2 separate regions of the Astyanax mexicanus genome follow, and region 2 is linked to region 1. The links are chromatin contacts, called in public Hi-C maps. All regions are on one chromosome and are shown on one strand. The core of a region is the stretch at or near the end of the contact, and the rest is flanking DNA. Distances in the headings are between cores, read along the strand shown.

What was found. Hi-C and Micro-C count contacts between places; a contact is called where the count stands out from the background.
Region 2: a Hi-C map of muscle shows a contact between it and region 1, with 11 times the contacts expected there. The contact joins the promoter of zmiz1a here to the enhancer-like site in region 1. A contact is called at or near these places in 2 of 3 Hi-C or Micro-C datasets (both in muscle).

The regions. Positions count from the first base shown.
Region 1 is chr7:33,598,838-33,601,568 of AstMex3_surface, reverse strand. The region is part of intron 2 of zmiz1a (zinc finger, MIZ-type containing 1a); the gene reads left to right. Among protein-coding and RNA genes, the nearest start is that of ppifa, 73 kb to the right of the region's middle. Within about 2 kb of position 1,433, the one cell type or tissue checked has an H3K27ac peak away from gene starts, as active enhancers do.
Region 2 is chr7:33,732,591-33,735,423 of AstMex3_surface, reverse strand. It overlaps zmiz1a (zinc finger, MIZ-type containing 1a), which reads left to right and starts at 1,534. Exons shown (of 24, transcript XM_049481286.1): 1 at 1,534-1,743.

The DNA.
Region 1 (2,731 bases), core at 184-2,683:
CCATGTTAGTGTTTACCTAATTCATAATACTATTTAATTTTTTTTCTATTTTATAAATTATTGCAATATTAAAATGATATAGATGATGATATTGTAATTTTAGGATCATTTTATGCTATTTATACTAATTCTAATAATATAATCATACGTAGGCCTGTTATAATAATTATGTAATTGATGATTGTGATATATTCTATTGTGTTGATTTGTATTTGTAATTTGTTTCTTCACAAATATAACCATAACCAGTCATGCAATGACCAATTATTCAATTATTCAAACTGTGACTCCATATACACAGTGTGCAGTGACTGCAGTAGGTAAAGAAAAAAAAAGTATATATTTACCAAATACAATTACTTTGTAATGCTATTCTATTATCATTATTATGTCACATGTGACATTTCATTGTAATTAATTATATTTAAATGACAGTAATATCGTTTTTCACCATGATTTCTGGAACAATATACCAAACACACACACAAAAAAAAAAGTAATTACACCATTTTAAAGAGTGTAACTTTTAATATTTAAGGTCCTCGAGACACTGGAATTGGGGGAAAAAAAATTAAAACCACTGTTTTAAAACAAAGTTGATGTACCAGCTCATAAATGTTAATAAACTTACAAAACTGTTGCTAACAAATATATAATAGATAATATTCAGGTCAGTAAACATTCTTGAGGTTATGTCCACAGTGTTGTAAGATGAATTAATATGTAATGTAATATAATTATCGTGATGCATAAGTGTGTCTTATAATAACAGCTCACATCAACCTATGTAAACTTATTTAAACATGGACAATAATAAAGGTTTATTCTAGTAAAGCGACTGTGGTCATAAAGGCTACGTTTGTCAAAATTGATCCAGTTTCACTCCAGTAAATTACAGTTTTTACAGCTGATACTTATTGATATAAGCCTTTATAAAGGACTAATGTAGTCATGTTATGTCAGCTACAAATACCTTAATATTCCTTAAAGACCACCACCTCAACAAGAAGCCTGAGGGTTAAGGAGTTAAAGTGGCGGCTAGCCTCCAGCTTCCAGCAGCGTCTTTTAGGTTAAGTCAGCTTAATTTACCAGAGCCAAACCGAGCACTGTGCCTCCTAGAATAAACCCACAGTTTATTTTTCTTTTGTGTGACCTACTAGACTATTAAAGCGCCAGCAACTGCATGCTTGTCATCCCCTGTTACCTTATACGTCTAGTGCTTCATTAATGAGCATGTCAGGACGCTCAGAGCGCTTTCTCCGTAAGAACCCCAAATGCAATGTGTTCCAGCGCCCAAATCGCGTGCATGGCAGCCGCTCCTCACTGTCAGTCTGCCGGCGGAGGTGCGGGAAGCCGGCTTTATCAGGCTGAGGCAGCGGGCGGACGCGGCCGGCGCATGCTGGGGGATTTCTCTGGCTGTTTGGGTGGAGGAATTTGTGAGAGTGATGGCGATAAATTGAGCAGATGAAGAATGGAGCCCTGCCTCCCTCTGCTCAGCACCTATTAATCGGGACACGTGACCGCACCCCCCCGGTGCATGAGTTACAGGCCGACCCGGGACCCTGGATTTATCCCTCGCTGAATGTGGCTGTAAATCAGCCGGCGAGGCAAAATTGATAACCTTGAATGTAAGGCATGATACCTTTAACACCATGTAATAGACACACTGATGGGATGCAGCCTCTGCTTGTGAGTCGAGAGGCTTTTCTGAAGGCAATTGCTTGCAAACAGTTCCTGCCCCGTCCCACCCTAAACTGTATTCATCATGTCTAGTTCACAGCTTCGTACACAGACTTTCAGTTCAGTTCAGCTTTATTATAGGCATTTTACTGGACTATAAAGTGGTGCAACATGTACAGTGCACAACATGATATAGAAAGTTCAGAACTGTTTTTCTGTATTAAATGTTTAATGTATTATGCACAAAATAGGGGTTAAAAGATGCAAATACAAAGATTTAAGTGCATAATTTTTTAATTGTTGGATTAATATTTTTAAAAATGTATAGTTTTTTTTCTCCAAATGACTGTATTAAGGTAGCCTGAAAGGCCCCATTCACTCTCTGCAATCACACTTTCTGCATATTCTCTGCAGAAATCTATCAATTTAATGACCAGTACTCTACATCCAGTAGATATCCTCACTGGTTTAACACATTTTTTTCTAATAGAAATCAGTAAACTTTAACTGAGCCTGAATTAGGATTCTTACTTGATAAATATATGCCATTGTTTTGGTGTCGGATGCATTTCTGAAAAAAAATTGAGACTGCTTCAGTTTCTGAATTAGTTTATCTGATTTTTAGTTTATCTATTTATATGTTAAAAAATGAGTAAAATGAACATGTTTGTGCCATCTATAAACTACAGACAATATTTCTCCCAAATTCCAAATAAAAATGTTGTCATTTAGAGCATTATTTGCAGAAAATGAGAAATGGCTGAAATAACAAAAAAGAGGTTTCAGACCTCAAATAATGCAAAGAAAACAAGTTCATATTCATAAAGTTTAGAAGTCAATAAGAGTTGAGAATCATAATTTAGAAATCAATATTTGGTGAAATAACTCTGGTTTTTAATCAGTTTTCATGCATATTGGCATGTTCTCCTCCACCAGTCTTACACACTGCTTTTGGAGAACTTTATGCCACTCCTGATTGCAAAATTCGAGCAGTTTAGCTTGGTTTTATTACTTGCGATCATCTATCTTCCTCTTGATTATATTCCAGAGG
Region 2 (2,833 bases), core at 285-2,784, 130 kb before region 1:
TGCTGGGAGACTCATTGTTCCCTGACGTCACCGCCAGGCCGCTGCTGCTCTCCAACATGTCTTTGTTATTCAGAGCTTCAGCGCCGAGCGGCCACTCGCAAAACACGGAGCGAGGAATTCCCTCCATCTGTGGGCTGAGGAAGAGGAGGACAGACGGGATTCGCTGCTGTACGATCATGGCGTGTGTGACGAGAAAAAAAAAGAAGAAAAAAAATAGATATGTTCTATTTTCTCTTTTTTTTGCAACTGTCAAATACATCTCAATATAGATTATTATATAATTAGAACAATATAATAACTAATCACTCTTACTCTATAATCAGTTTTAGTTTATTAAACAAGTTATGATACAACAAAATATAGTTAATTACATAAAAAAAAAATATTCGCGTTTTCCCCCCTTTTATTGCAAATGTGAAACATGTCTCCAGGCACATACTGTATAATCGATTACTATAGCTAATCCCTCTTACCTTATAATACATTTACCACCTAACGTAATTACATAAAATATTTCCTAAATGTGAAAAAACATCTTTCAGCACAGATGATCGATTATTATTAAAATTAGTCTCTATTTTAGTTATGATAGGCCTACATGTAATGGTACAAAATATGATGAATGAGATGTTAAGTTTTACTTTTCTTGTTTTTACACTGCTAGCTGCAATTTGACCAAAACATAAGAAGATTTAAAGGTTTAATCTTTTATTTGATGTTTTTTTGGTCTTTGGTCATCATAAAAAAAAGAAAAAAATTAAGAATATTACCCCGTTTATTTTAATTTTGATTTTCAGTTTCATATTCATAACTTCATTCATAATATTTTTGTCTTCAATTTACACAGCCAATTACCCAACCAACTCATCAGGACTTCCCCTATCACTAGTGATGCCTTAACTCCAAGAGTGTGAAGACTAGCACATGCCTACTCAGATACATGTGAATTCAGCCACCGACTTTTTTCGAACTGCTGCTGATGCAGAATTGAGTAGCATCACAGCAACAGACAACGCAGCAACTCGAATCTTAGCAAGCTACATAAACAGGCTTCGAATTGGCGATCTTCTGATCATAGTGGCAGCGCTCAGGCCGCTGGACCACTGGGCACCCCATTATATATGTTTACAACCTAATGTGATCACATCGAAAACAAAAACATTACCCCCCCCCAAAAAAAAATAAAAAATGCTGCTAGCTGCAATTTGACCAAAACATAAGAAGATGAAAATTAAAAAAGATTGAGAAGATTGAAAAAAAAAATATTGTTCAGTTAAAACAATGGATATGTGCACATCATCTAATGTATTTTTGTATGCTGGTCTATCACTGTTTATCATTGTTTAACTATATTATGTATGTATGCATATTACAGTGTAATCTCCCAAAGCGTTGTGAGCGCGCGAGCGTGTAAATCCGCTCCGCTGGTCCGGGGAGGCAGGCTGTAGCCGGTACGCGCTGCTCGGGATTCCAGGACGCGTTTTGTCAGCAGCCGGCAGCATGGCTCTGTGGTAATAGAATAGCCGATGTAATTTGACACTTCAACTTGCCGTGCACTACGTTAGTTGATTCAGGCAGTCTCACACTCTGGCCAAACGCTGTGCGCTGCTTCCCCCCCATATTTACTAGTTAGCTAGTGTTTGCGAAGTAGAAAGGAGAGAAATAGCACGCGCCTTCTTCAGTCAGGCACGAGGATTTTTTGTTCGGGTTTTCCGGCGCCGTGCTTTTTGACTGGATCTGAAAGTAAGTTCTGAATCCCCTTTTCCTTCCTTCTTCTTCCTCATGGCTGGAGAGCTTGGAGAGCTTTGTGTGTGTATGTGAGTGAGTGAGTGTGTGTGTGTGTGTGTGTGTGTGTGTGCGCGCGCGCGCGAGCTCGCGGAGGTTTGCATTGAACATGTTTGTAGCCTGGGCGCTAGCTAACATAGCTCTCTCTCTCTCCGACCTCGGCAAGCTAACAATGGAGCAGTCACTCCGCTACTAAAGAAGAAACAGCCAAGTAGCGCGCGCGCGAGCGAGCGGCTCAGCGGAGAGCTCGGGCTGGAAACGAGGGGCTTTTCGGGCTTCACCCCGGCTGGGAGGTAGAACAACGGCTCTCGCGCGGTTCAGGACGAGTGTGTATGTATATTACCTATGTATGTATGAGTGTGTGTGTATTTTCTGGGGATTTGCTCTGCCTGTGTGTGTGTGGGTTACGGTTCCCAGCGCGATATTCCGAGCAACCCGAGCACTTACTCCCCGTGCCCGCATTTTGAGCACGTTTCGTGGTCTGGCATTCATTGTTCGCCGTCCCCGCTCCCTGTCAGGCGCTGAACGCGCTCGGCTGTTACCGCTCGGCGCCGTAGAAAAGCTGGGAAGAGCCTTGGCGTTAAAGCAGCAGCAGCGTGTTCGGTAGCTTTATAACCTTAATAAACAACGACTCACTTAACCTATCGGAGCTAGCTTTATTTACCTCCAAAAACTTACACTAACAGCTATAGTTAAGTTTATTTATGCTTCCACAGACTGATAACTGGCTAAGTTAAGTTAACCCAGCATTTAAAAGCCAGCCCACGCTGAAGAAATGTGGAAGAAGAGGGCATGTGGCGAGTCTGCAGTAGCCCAGCATCGCTCCGTGAGGCAGCGGGGAGACAGAAGTTGGGCTTCCCGGGCTCAGAGCGTTGCTCCGCCGCTGAGGCAGCTAGAGTTGACCGCTGTTTCTGCAGGAGATGGAGAAGGCTGGAGAGGTTTAGTTATGTCCTATGTTAAGTCAAGTCACAAGTATTTAAAAAGAATTTGCTCCAATTATTAACCTTTTAGTGTTAATAGGGTTATTTCGGTTATTTTATCACTTTGT